Regions from separate parts of the Macaca mulatta genome. Here region 2 is linked to region 1. The links are chromatin contacts, called in public Hi-C maps. All regions are on one chromosome and are shown on one strand. Each heading gives the region's core, a stretch centred on a gene start, on an enhancer-like site or on the middle of the called end of the contact. The rest is flanking DNA. Distances are from core to core; before and after follow the strand shown.

Region 1 (6,900 bases), core at 3,553-6,052:
TTCTGGATACCACTTGCATTCTTAGGCAGAAGAGCCCTTCCTGCATCTTCAAAGCCAGTACCATTGCATCTTCAAAATCCCCCCTGCCCCTCACCTCTGCGTCTGTTTTTCACATCTCCTCTTCTGACTCTGACCTTCCCACCTCTCTCTTATAAGGACTCTGTGATTACATGAGCCCACCCCAATAACACAGGTTAATTTCTTCATCTCAAGATCCTTAATCACTATGAACAAAGTTCCTTGTTTGCCATGTAAGGTAACACATTCACAAGCTTTAGAAATTAGGATGTAAACATCTTTGGGGAGCCATTAGTTAGCCCACTTTACACAGGTTCGCATGTCATGTTCTGGGAAACATCAGGACCTCCTGGGAATTGGGATCTGTGAAGATCCGCCCTGAATTCACATGATAAGTGGGGGATAGAGCATGTATAATGTCACCCCCATAGCCTGCATGAGCCTTGAAGTTTTCATTGCAGGGAAGAAGGGATTTTAAAAACTTGGCTTGTCTAGCACTTACAATTCCTGACCTACAGGATGGCTTGGATGGACCATAGTTCTGAGATGTGACACATAGAGACATTGTTATGACTCGATGGTATCCCCCTCAAACTCATATATTGAAGCCCTAACCCCCAATGTGACTGTATTTCAAATAAGGGAGTAATTAAGGTTAAATGAGGTCATAAGGGTGGAATCCTGATCCAATGGGATTAATGTCCTTGCAAGAGACACCAGAAAGCTTCCTCTCCTTCTCTTCTGCCCATGCACAAAGAAAATATCATGAGGGCATGTGGGCACATGGTGAGAAGGCAGCCGTCTGCAGTCTAAAGGGAGAGCCCTCACCAGACACCAATGCTGCCAACGCCTTGATCTTGGACTTACAGTCTCCAGAGCTGTGAGAAGATAAACTTCTGTTGTTTAGGTCACTAGTCTCTGTGGCATTTTGTTTGGGCAGGCTAGCCAACTAAGACAAATAAATGCCTTTTAGAATGTTTAGGAAAGTTGGAGTGCTTTGTAGTGCCCATCAGCTACATGTAGTGCCCATCACTTTGTAGTGCCCATCAGCATGTTCTAGGAACTGCACGGGCTTTACAATAATACTCTTGTTTATTTTCCTAGCCTGTCCTCAGGTGCACTTTTATTTCACCTTCAGGAAAAAAACAAAAAGTACCTCTTTGCTGTGATCCATGCAGCCTGGGCATTTGTGTGATGCCAGACTAGGTTTCAGGCACTTGGTCACAGGCCACTCACACCACAAAAACATCCAAAAATTTCAGGGCTTCTCCAACTCCTACATGTCTTTCCATTCCCCTGCCCCAACATCCCTGTTTGGCCAATTTGTTTTCTTCAAAAAGAAGGAAGGGGCTTGCCGGGTCTGTTGGCATTAACATCTTCTGAAGAGCTAAAGAAGTTCTTTACCTGGTGGGTTCTGGCTCAGTCTGACCATGCATTATTTAAACAGGCATTTGAGCTAAACTTGTATCAGGTGAGCTGTACACAAAGACAGATGGATGGAATAAAACTCAAAACCATCACCAACAGATAGCCAGAGCTTCCATCATCTCCCGCAAGGCCCATCTTAATAGGCCTCCGGATAAGCTCTCTCTTCTATTCTCATTCACCACATTAAGTCTATTCTCTACCCTGTCCCAGAATATTCTTTCCCAAATGTAAACTAATTCTCTTTTCCTCCTCCTTAAGATCCTTTAATGGCTCTAGTTTGCCCCAAGGATAAAGTTCGTGCTCCTTTACTTGGTGGCATCAAAAACCCTCCCTGAGCACTCTTTTCTGCCTTTGAGTCTGGCTCCTCTTCTCATACTCCTGACTCAGCCCTGGCCCACGTGCCTGTTCCATGTCCCTGTGTCCTTATAGGCACTCTCCCTTCCACGTGACATGCTCTTGCCCACCCCCCGCATCCTGGAAGAACCCATATCCCACCACAGAATTTCTCTTGCTTGGGCCCAATTTTGCCCAGGCCCTGTCAAACAGGAGCCATTGTCATGGTAAAAACAAGAGCTCAAGTAGATGCTTGATGCAATTAATAAACTCTCTGTCTCAGCAAAGTCACATAAAATTTATGTAATTGTTTCATGCAAGATAAAGCATTAGCTGTGACCTCTTGCTAATCATTTCCACCTCTGATTTCCTATTTTGATTTCAAAGGCATAAGCGAATTTAATGAAGGGCTTGCATGATGACCCACTGCTGGGGCACAGACACCTGGAAGTGACATTGTTCAGACTATGAACAGTTATCTGAGACCTATGTGGCTGAGTTTTAAATTGGTGTTTATCAAAGCATTTCTAAATTATCTCACTCCTCAGAGATTCTCTAAGGAGGCTGGGTTATAAAATGGCCAAGCTCTTTTATTTCAGTGGTCTAGCTTTAGGCCATAATAAAATGTGAGCTGGTGTTTAAAGAGACTCATGAGGAATATAGGGATGGAAAATGAGTTTCATCATAAAACTGTTCAGTCATTCTCTGTGGTCCTATGATCATCGGGGCCAACTTCTCCATCAGGACAGGAAACTCATGGCTGAAAGTCCATGATACTTTTAGGAGCCCACAAAAATGTTTCAATTTCTTCTAAAACCAGACGAAAAAAATGAACTTTTAGGGTGAACAATGTTTTAATTTTTTTTTCTCATCAAAAATGAATGATAAATGTTAGAAACTATATTAGTTTTCTAGGGCTTCCAGAATAAAAGATCACAGGCTAGGTGGCTTAAACAGCCGAAATGTATTTTCTCAGGATTCTGGAGGCTGGAAGTCCAAGACCCAGGTGCCAGGAGGGTTGACTCCCTTGGGACCTCTCCCCGTGACTTGTGGATGGTGTTCACTTGCTGCTTCTTCCCAAAGCCATCCTCTGTGCACATGTACTCTTTGTGTATCTTTTTGTAGCAAAATTTCCTCTTTTTATAAAGACACCAGTCTTTGAATCAGGGTTCACCCTAATCATCTTTTTTTTTTGTTTTTTTTTTTTTGAGACGGAGTTTTGTGCTTGTTGCCCAGGCTGGAGTGCAATGACGCAATCTCAATTCGCCACAACCTTTGCCTCCCGGGTTCAAGTGACTCTCCTGAATGGCCTCTTTTTAACTCAATCCCCTCTTTAAAGACCCTATCACCAAATACAGTCACATTCTGAAGTACTGGAGATTAGGGCTTCAACATATGAAATTTTGAGAAACACACTTTAGCCCATATCAGGGTCTACAAAAATCTATTATTATGGGAAGGACCCACAAAGGCAAAAGGACTGACAATAATCATAGTATTGAAACTGCCATTGCAAAAATTATAACATTGAGAAAATTATGACACTGAAAGAAATCTGATCTGACCAACTCTATCTTGCCTTTAACCTCCAAAATGCCCTTGGTCATTCCTAAGCATGGGCCAAGCTAACTTTGGGAGTAATTTAGTTTATAGTTCAAATGACAATAGTCTTTCCCCAAACTCAACTGTCTCTGTAACACTAATGAAAAGTCACTAGGTTAGGAGAATGAGAGGGGCCTGAATTCCACTAAGATGTAGGCATAGTTGAACAATTACTATCCATTATTCCAGAGATCATAAGATTTGCAACTTTTCCTATTATTCCTGTAAATTACATTACTATTGTATAACCCAAGATTGGTCTTTTGAGATGTCTTTCAGGCTTTTGCACTTTCGAGGGCTGGATGGCACCACTTGGATCCATGACTCTTGACTCAACTGGTCCTGTGGTCCTCACCCAGAAGTGGACTCAGTGCATGAGGACCATTTTCCACACCCCTGTGACTGCACACTCAACTAATCAGTAGCACCTATTCCTTAGCCCCATGCCTGCCAAACTATTTTTGAAAAGCCCTAGCCTCCAAATTCTGGGGGAGGCTGATTTGAGTAATAATAAAACTCTGGTCCCCCATTTAGCTGGCCCTATGTGAATTAAACTCTTTCTGTACTCCAATTCCCCTGTCTTGATAAATTGGCTCCATCTGGGCAGCAGGGAAGAGAACTTGCTGGGCAGTTACAGTGTGGTCCTGGTGACAGTAGATTAGGTTGATTTTCTGCAGGCAGGAGAATGGAATGAGAAAGTGTCGTGGCAGTCTGTGGAAATTCAGAATGGTTAAGCCAATGATAGCAAGGATTCTACTGCATTTACTAACAGGAGCTCCATCTATTCCTGTCAAACCCATTGTTGACTGAAACTCAAAAACATGTAGAATCAATAAAACATGTTACAACAATTCTTACTGAACTTTCTTCTTAAGAGGTCTACCTATTGGCCGGGCACAGTGGCTCACGCCTATAATCCCAGCTCTTTGGGAGGCTGAGGCAGGCGGATCATGAGGTCAGGAGTTCGAGACTAGCCTGACCAACATGGTGAAACCCTGTCTCTACTAAAAATACAAAAACTAGCTGGGCATGGTGGTGCACACCTGTAATTTCAGATACTCAGGAGATTGAGGCAGGAGAGTCACTTGGACCTGGGAGGCAGAGGTTGCAGTGAGCCAAGATCATGCCACTGCACTCCAGCTTGGGCCACAGAGCAAGATTCGTCTCAAAAAAAAAAAAAAAAAAAAGAGGTCTAACTGTTTACTAGGCCATCAATTTAAAAAATTTATACACTAGATTCATTCAGTAAACATATAATTACTTGCTACTAAACTGCAAAGTGCTGTGCTGGGCCCTGTGCTGAACTTATAAAAGCAAACTATCAATGTGTTTTTTATGTCCTGGTCTCTGACAAGACAGTAGCAGGAACGGGCCGAGTGACTAGGGCCCAGAATTTGACTCACTCAGGATAGGGAAGACCACATCCTGTCTCATATTTCTGCTTCTCATTAACAGGAAGCTGTGTGTGTTCAGAGAGCGCTGCAGACATTAATCATATTCACAGACACCGAGGGAGACTTTCTAACTTTCACGAGTGTGTGCTTCCCCAAGGTCAGCAAAGGTCATCCAGAAAGTCAATGTTGAAGGAAGACTGAGGATCATGCTGCCTGTGAGAGGAAGCCACCAGATGGCCCCAAATGTTAGCCTGGGCACACATGAGGTCATTTATCTTCACCTTTACCGGGGAGAATGAGCAGTGAGTTCCCTCACTGGGTCTCTAAGGGCTGTACTGATTGTCTCAGAGAACCACTGGGGGAAGAAAGGAATCATAGGAGAGAATGTACTTATAAAATGCCAAGCAGCATACTTGTTATTTATAAAGTTGCTTTTTCATGCATGTCTTTAAAGTTTTTCCTAGGCCAGGTGCGGTGGCTCACGCCTGTAATCCCAGCACTTTGGGAGGCCGAGGCAGGTGGATCACGAGGTCAGGAGTTCAAGACCAGGCTGGCCAGCATGGTGAAACCCTCGTCTCTACTAAAAATACAAAAAAATTAGCCGGGTGTAGTGGTGCGTGCCTGTAATCCCTACTACTTGGGAGGCTGAGGCAGGAGAATTGCTTGAACCTTGGAGGCAGAGGTTGTAGTGAGCTGAGATTGCGCCACTGCACTCCAGCCTAGGTGACAGAGTGAGACTCCATCTAAAAAAAAAAAAGAAAAATCCCTGCAGGAGCTAGGACTCGGTCCTGCTGGGGGTTGACTGTGACTAGAGGATGCAGTGCCTCACCAGTGAGAACACTTGTGGAACTACTGCCCTGAATACACAGGGGACAATTTTCACCCATGTCTGGGGAAGGCGTGAGGGAACTGTGCTGCGGGTTCAGTTATCAAACAAACCAGGTGAAGCAGAGGTCTCAGGGAATGGCTGTGAAAGCATTCATGATTCCAAGTATCTTCCAAGTATCGTTCTATGGGAAGAAGTGGTGTAATCCAGACCCAGGGCTCTAAGTTGGCATTGACCTCAAGGATCAAAACGCTAAAAAGAAACTTATTAAGACCAGTAAATAATTGACATGGGCTCCTGGAGACACTCAGTGAAGCATTTCCAAGGCATCTAACCACAAACTATAAATGTTAATTGGCACCCTTAGATGACAGACTCAGATAAGGAGATCAAAGGCACAGGAAGTCATAACTCCTGACATCGCTTTTCAGACAAGTCAGGTTAGAATCATCTTACTCTTCAAAATGCTTTTCACCATGTTTCTGCCCTGATGGGCACGGAAAGTTAATTAGACAGTGATCAGCAAGAGGGTGGAGTCTGCCCTTCATGATCAAGTCTGGACAATCATGTGTGCGGAATATTTGCTTAGAATAAGGCTGTTTATTCTCTCTCTGGAAGTTAAGTGCACCTCAGCTGTCAGATTAATCATTAAACTAAGCAATTTTTAGATAAACTTAATCTGAAAATTAGCCCCATGGCTTCCCCAGCACTGAACTCAAGCCCATCTTCCTTGAGTTACGTGATGATGGTGTTTCACAGTTCTGTAGTTTACTCCCAATGCAATTCCAGAGTCTTCCTCTTTTTGTCCCTCTAGGTTTCAGAGCAGCCTCTTCAGGAGGATCCCAGCCATGAAGACTCTACCCTAAGGGAGCTTATTCCATAGCTGACCCCTCACAAGGGCAAGTTCACAGAGGAAAGAGATGTGAATGTGTTTCCTTCCGTCCTTCTGAGGAGGCAGGGGCCGACCTAGCTGTGCTGAGGCCAACTCTGAACCTCACTTGTCCAAGTTCTTGGGATTCCTTCCCAGGTATGTAGCCTTGGGAGGACAAGACATAGGATGAGAAGAGCTGACTCCTACTCAAGGACATTTAGCAGTGGCTTTCTTTCACCTTCCGAGTATCTCCTTTTCTTCAAACAAGCAGTAGACTACGTTTGAGCCTTCCTCAAGCTCCCAATACAGTGCAGTCTCATCCAATTCTCCCCACCACTTGGGGAGCTGTTCTCTCTTTGCTGTCCAAGCTGTATGACTTCCCTGGGGTCCCAGGGTGACATCCTGGGAAGTGAAAACAATATAAAATG
Region 2 (6,862 bases), core at 1,836-4,335, 360 kb after region 1:
TTGGGTTTTAAACAGGAAGCCAGAACTTCTGCCTCTGGTTCTTAAATTAACATTCGGTGTGTAATGGACAATAGGCATGGCCTCATAATTTGACGAACTCACATGCTCAAGCATGATCATGTCCCATTTCTACAGGTCTCCTTTGTAAAGAAATGTGTAACAGTGGGGGGAAAGTCATAATTCTATCTGAAAACATGGATTGGAAGAGGGACTAAAAAAATCAAACAGTATGTTTTAAGTTTCCCTTTTGATACTGTGTTTCAGGGTAAATGACAGCTTCTGCAAACCAAGACTGAGTCCTGATTCTAAAGGATTTTTAAAATTACATTATTAAAAATATGTATTTATTCTTCTTTCACTTTATCTATTTTCCAAAGCCTCTTTCAAGTAAACTGTGAAGTGCCTGAGTACCAGTGACCATGACGTCACACTTTCTTTTATCTCAAGCACTCATTGTTGTTTGCATTTGCCCAAAGTGCTGGCTGGCTCCGAAGGCCAGTTCCCACAAGAATGAATTCAGAAGGGCTTCATCCTTGTGTTTTTCCTTCTCTTTTAATTCCATGCAACGAGGTCAGCTTTTGCAAGGTGGGGTTTTATTTTTTTGGTGCATGACATCAAATACTCTAACGAGACATTTTGAATGAAATACTTAAACCAGATAGGCCACAATGAACCAAATTAGAAATCTGAACATGTCGCCACTTGCAGCGTAAAGGAATATAAAAGGGCAGAGCAAAGTCTTTTTTCCTAAGGTGAATATTTCTAAGGTAAGTATTCATTTGTAAACGTGTTTTTTTTAAACATGTCTGAAAACCCATCATCACGCGGTTAGTATTACAAGACATCCCTTGGTTAAAAAAAAAATACCATCTTGCAATTCAGCACACATCTGCAGCTGGTGTGCTCACCCAAACCAATCAGTAGGCTAAGAGAATTTAAAATTCCATACATATGAGTCTAGGTATTAATGCCGATTACACAGTACAGAGGGAGGTCCCTATATCCACACACACACACCCCATCCAGCATTTACACCAAAAGCCTTACCCTTTAAACACCTTTAACTATCCTGCAAACAGTAAATGCATCATTGGCCACCACCTCCAATAGTTCGTCTTTTTTTTTTTTTTTTTTTTTTTTTTAATTTTTATTGGTCTCTTTGTGTGATAATGACCTACACATGGATAGGGTCCAAACCATCTGGAAGATGTCTGATTCCAGGCTGAAAAGCAGTTCTCAACAACACTGGTCTTCTGCAGCCACCACAAAGCACCAGGAAAAGGGCATCTCCGCGGCCATCCCCAGCCAGGCCAGCACAGCGCTCCGTGCCCGCTGCACCATCCCAGGCAGTCCTCTGATGACCCAAACCATCACCTCCTTTGGGCCCAGAGCAGGACAAATGAAATTTCAACAGGGGCCTGCCCTGCGACCGAAAATTACTCAGCTTCACGGCCCCTGAATGCAAGGAGAGATGGTCCCCCCAGAGCCAACATGCCCCCCAGGTGGGTACGCCCAGGGTTCTGGGAAATGCATACCTCAGGTAACTCACAGGTGCGATCCCCCAGTGGGGGCGGGGCAGCCTGAACTTCTGGCCCAGCAGGAGTAGGAAGAAATCGCTTTTGTCTCTCCAACAATTGAGCCTCGCAACTGGGGCTGGGAGGGCGGACAGCAGGACCGGCACTTCCACTCCCCACCACGGTCCCCCGACCCCTTCAGTAGCTCTGGCGTTCAGACAAAAGGTCCCCTGAGCTGGGGGTGGGGGGCAGGTCGAGAGCAGGCCGGTAAACCAGCCTTCGCAGCTCCTTAAGTCACCAGTCCTGCATTTGGATGCAGAGATTCCGTTTTAAAAATTCGAAGCATCGCTTTGGTTCGCTGTCTTTGTTCGCGGGCGCGGGTTCTCGCTCATCCATCCATCCATCCATCCACCCATCCATCCATTCATTCTTGACGCACTCGCTCGCTCCCCGGTCGCTCCGGGCGCATTACCGCTTCTTCTTCTGCTTGAGGGACTTCCTGCGTTTCAGGATCATCTCATAGAGCTTGTCCATGCCCTCGGTGAGGCCCTCGCCGATGATGGCGCACGCCGGCTGGACGTGGTAGGTGGTGGCCGGGATGAGCTCGTGCAGCGCCAGCTGCTTCTCGATCTCGGCCACCGGCAGCGACTTGGGCAGGTCCTGCTTGTTGGCGATGACCAAGAGCGGCGTGCCCTGGTTCTCGGCGAACTTGGTCACCTTGTGCAGCTCCGTCTTGGCCTCCTCCAGCCGGTCCACGTCCACCGAGTCCACCACGTAGATGATGCCGTCCGTGCAACGGCTGTAGGACTTCCACAGCGGCCGCAGCTTCTCCTGGCCGCCCACGTCCCAGAAGTGGCAGCTGATGCCCTTGGCCGTGCCGTTGCTCAGCTTGATCTTCTCGGTGTTGAAGCCGATGGTGGGCACAGTGTTCACGAACTCGTTGAACTTGAGCCGGTAGAGCACAGTGGTCTTGCCGGCCGAGTCCAAGCCCAACATGACGATATGCAGGGACTGAAAGGCCGAGATGTTGGAGGAGATGTTGCCCATGGCTCCTGGCTGCGGCGCCGGCCACTGCGGCTGCGGCGGGAGGGCGCCGCCCCCCGAGCAGTCACGGGCCCAAAGCAGCCGGGCGCACCTGGGCCCCGCCCGCCGCCGCCCGCACCGGCCCCGGGCTCGGCGTCCCCCCGGGCGCACGGCTCGGTGCGCTCAGACGCCGCGGGCCCCGCGCCCTCGCTGGCCGGGCTCGCGATCGGCGGGCATCGCTTCTCTAAGCGAGGCTTTGTCTCCCACGAAGCCGCCTTGGATGTTCGACGCAGGAGGCTCGCGCCCGGCGCCCTCCCCAGGCCTGGGCTCGCTCTGTCGCTTCCTCGGGCCGCGCCCCCGCGCTCCGGCAGCGCCCGGGCTCTCCGCTCTCCCAGCGCCCGGCGCTCGCCTCTGGCCTGGAACGGCGCCGCTCCTGCTCTAGTTCCCGCTCCCGGGGCGCGGGCTTCCCCGGGAGTCGCTGTCCGCGCGGCCGCCTCACAGTCCCCGCAGTCCCCGCGCCGCCGCAGCAGCCGCCAGCCTGCAGCGGCCGGAGGGCGCCCGGGCCCGCCCCCTCGCGCCCCGCCCAGGACCCGCCCACGCCCCGCCCCGGGCCCCGCCCCGCACGCCGCCGGGGGTCAGGCGCGGTCCTCCCCGCCCTGCCGGCCGTTTTCGCGCGCTTCGCTGCGTCCCAGCCGCCAACCCCGGCCCCTCCCGCGCCGCGCGGCGCGGCGCAGACACAATGGGCCCGGAGCCGGCTCTTCCTCCCCAGCGGCTGACGCGTTTGCAAAAATAGCTCTCGGCTCCCGGAACCCCCGCCCGGACCCGAGCCCTGCCCGGCCGGGCCGCAGCGGTGGGCGACCAGCCTGTCTGAGGGAGTGGGTTCCCGGGTCCCAGCCCTGGGCGCGAGGCGGGGCGGGGCGGGCCAGGGTGACTGGGAGAGCGCCGCGCTGAGGAGTGAGGGCGGCGAGGTCGGGGCCTCCAACCCCAAGATGCGACGGGACGGGGCTGGCCTCAGTGAGCCGCCAGCCTGCGCTCTGGATCCAGAGGCGCGTCCCCACCCACCCTCGCGCCGCGGCAGTGGCCGACCCCGGCCCCTGCCCCTAGTGACGCCCAGGCTCGCCTCCTGCCTGGGTTCCAGCGGGCTGCACCCGGCCAACGCCGCCCTCCGGAGCCCAGGCCTGTGCCCAGGGCACCCTGGAGGCCTAGCCTTTCTTGCCCGGTGGCAGCGGTTGGGGCAGGGGTCGGACCTAGGCCGCGATGGGGGATTAGAAGACCTCCCTGCCCCAAGTAACTCGGACAGCTCACCCTCCCAGACACTCGCCTGGGCTGCCTCATTTCGTCCGTCCCCATCGACTCTGCTGACATCCCAGGGGAAGCGTCAGCATTTCGGGAGAGCACCCCTTGCCACCCGACTTTGGGAACTGAGAACCACCCGCCCGCAGGTGAACTACTCCACAGAAATGGCAACAGCAGCCCCGAGGGCTGAAAGAAAATGTGTCTACAGCTTGGAGCTGGTGGCATCGTGGGTTACAAACACTGATATTTCACGGGTTCCACCTCCTGTCACCCCGATTCAGTGGTTTTATTCTGGTTTGCAAACACGTAACAAATGCATATCCTCCCTGGGTGCGGAGAAGTATATTATGGCAAACACACAGATCTGGGGAGAGCTGCTGCGCAGGAGACAGCCGGCCACAGCATGGGCGACCGCATCTTCCCAGCTCTAGCTTGTGAGACAGAAACGATGGAAACGGGGTCAAGGGAGAAGAAAATGAAAATGCTAATCATTTATGAATAAAAGCTAGAATTTTAGACAAATACTTTATGACCTTCCGTTCACAAATCACAGAAAAACATTTAATGTCGTTGGTACCAAAGCATGTGAGAAGACCCCACCTGTAAAAGGAATGACAAGCCACCACCACCCCTACCCTTGGAATTCCCAAGGCGGCAGTCGGGGCGATCATCCACTCTCCTGAGTGGGTCCGGGGGTAGGAACGGAGTGTCAGGCTGGAAAGGGCCCTGCCTATCATTCTGCCCAATGCTGCCCAGTGAGGTAACAAGGCCTAGGCGGCTGTGACGGCTAAGGCAGAACCTAGAGGCCCACCACCTGCTCCAGGACCAAGGGTCTGTATGCACAGAACTGGGCACCTGCCTGCCCTCTTCCACACACCCCACTCTATCCACATGCTGTTTCCTTCAATGAGGATTAAAGTGAGCCACCCGAAGGATAGAATTCAACAGAAAATATTGGCTGCACTGTGCCACTTACTTCATCGTAAATAAAAATGGAAATGTATTCACTGACTTCACTGAAAAGTTAAGGATAAAGGTCCTCTTCAGGCATGGCTAGACCCAGGAGCTCAAAAGGAGTCTTTAGGGCAGGTGTCTCTCCAGCTCTCCTCCGTGTTCCCCTGTGTTGATTCTTTTTCCTTCTGGCAGCCTTGGACTCACATCTTTGGTTTAGATCCTGGAAAGGAAAAGGTTCAACTCTTTCCCAATAACTCTAACCAAAGCCTGGAGCACCACTCTGGACCAAGGACTGCAGTCCAGGAGGAGGGAACACATCAGTGGATGTGGCCCAGGGGTTGAAATCGGGAAGGGTGGTTCTCCAAGAAGAATCCAGGATCTGTCACCAAAAGAGCAACTCTAGTGAGGCAACAAAAACAACAGATGTTGGCATAATTCATAATGATGACGTTTCAGTTATTGGGAAACCTGGGGAGACAGGATTTGGTGTTTTTGGAGTGATTTTCTTGGCTCTCTTTAATGCCTGCCCCATAGATAGCCACCTTCTTGTGAGACTATTTCTTCTTTCTCTTTCTTCTCTGCCATGGACAGGGCCGAGGCTGAGCCCTAGCCCAAGATAAACCTTTGGTTTAGTAGGCTGGGACCTGAACATTTGGAAAGAGACAGATCAGACTGGAAGCCTCTCCCTCCGGCTTCCACAAATTACCTTTGTGTTACTTCCTTTTCCCCTAGTCAAGACTTGCTTTGATTTTAAGGTGGTAGGAAGAAGATGTTTTAGTAAAGTATCTGATATTTCTTTGGTGCTATGCTAATTATTACCAAAAGCCTCGGTATTTTTGACTGCAGCCTCCACATTTTGCACCACCATGATGGGGTTTAGCAATAAAGGGCTGTCTGCTGTCCAATAGAAAAAAAAGTCAGATTAATAGACATTAATAGAGCCTTGCAGAACAGAGCCATTAAACAGCAACTCACCATAATTGAATAGTAACCACTCTACCTGCTAATTTCATTCACCAGGTGATAAGTTAATTTTACAGTTGATAATTTAACTTCTAACACATAAAAATGTAATTTGGTTGAGTTGACTGGTAACTTTCCTTCAAATACGGATTTTTATTGAAAAACACCGGAATTATGAAAAGGAAAGTAATGTTTACCACTCACATCAGACATGCAAGGCCTACTTTGAGGCTGTTTCTTCATGGACATACATCATGGCTAAATTCCACTGAGTGGAAAATATTGGCTGCACTGTGGCACTTACATCATTTTAATTAATCAGAAGGAGTCATTTTTTCAAAGAATAGCATGTACTTGTGTCCTGCCTGAGATGAATTCCTCTTCCAGCAGCAGTGATATTTCAGGTCCTCTCCTTTCTATTCTTCATCAAGATGACTGCATCCAGAGAAGAACTCAATTATTTCAAGCAAACAGAAGGCAATAACTTGGCAGTAATTTTGAAATTGCATCCTAAAATATTCTCTTCTTTTTCCCTTTAAGGGCTTTGAAATAAAATGTGCCACCAATTAAAATGACTTTTGAGTGAATCCGGTGACTAGAGCAATACATCATGGCATTATTATCTTTGCTTGAGTAAGGCTAATAACCTAAAATGCAAAAGGGAGCATCCCATTTATTCTTGAACATGATGAGTAAATAAAAACCAGAACATGGGCACATGTGTTCACACACACACACACACACACACACACACACACGTAAGTGTGGGGTTATTTGCATGTTCTCACTGCAGACCTGCTGTGGAACTCTGGGTTCAGGTTCACTGCCCCGGTGCTTAACTGTTATAATACAGGAGTGCCCTCTGCTGAGCTTCTCGGATAATAGATGAAGGCCTCTACAGAGGCACATTGGCCTAGTGCTTAGCAAATGTTCAGTCCATAGTTATGGAATGAATGATGGATAAGTGACCCCCTAATATTCTTCTCTCTATGGAGATGCAGGAATAGAGCCCTACTGGTTAAACTGAGGAAGTGCCAGGGGCCCATGGGTGCTTTGCTTGGGGCTCAGAGCTTGGAGCCATTGATGCCAGTGTGGGTCTTGTCTGTGAGACC

The links. Hi-C and Micro-C count contacts between places; a contact is called where the count stands out from the background.
Region 2: a Hi-C map of CD4 T cells shows a contact between it and region 1, with 7 times the contacts expected there. The contact joins the promoter of ARL4C here to the enhancer-like site in region 1. A contact is called at or near these places in 6 of 14 Hi-C or Micro-C datasets (CD4 T cells, blood, fetal cortex germinal zone and 3 more).

The regions. Positions count from the first base shown.
Region 1 is chr12:139,409,594-139,416,493 of T2T-MMU8v2.0, forward strand. No RefSeq gene overlaps it. Among named protein-coding and RNA genes, the nearest start is that of SPP2, 92 kb to the left of the region's middle. Within about 2 kb of position 4,803, at least 11 of the 40 cell types and tissues checked have an H3K27ac peak or open chromatin away from gene starts, as enhancers often do. A contact at or near this core is called in CD4 T cells and blood, where this site is marked.
Region 2 is chr12:139,768,568-139,775,429 of T2T-MMU8v2.0, forward strand. It overlaps ARL4C (ADP ribosylation factor like GTPase 4C), which reads right to left and starts at 3,086. Exons shown (of 1, transcript XM_015111395.3): 1 at 1-3,086. The coding sequence starts at 2,561. The coding sequence ends at 1,983.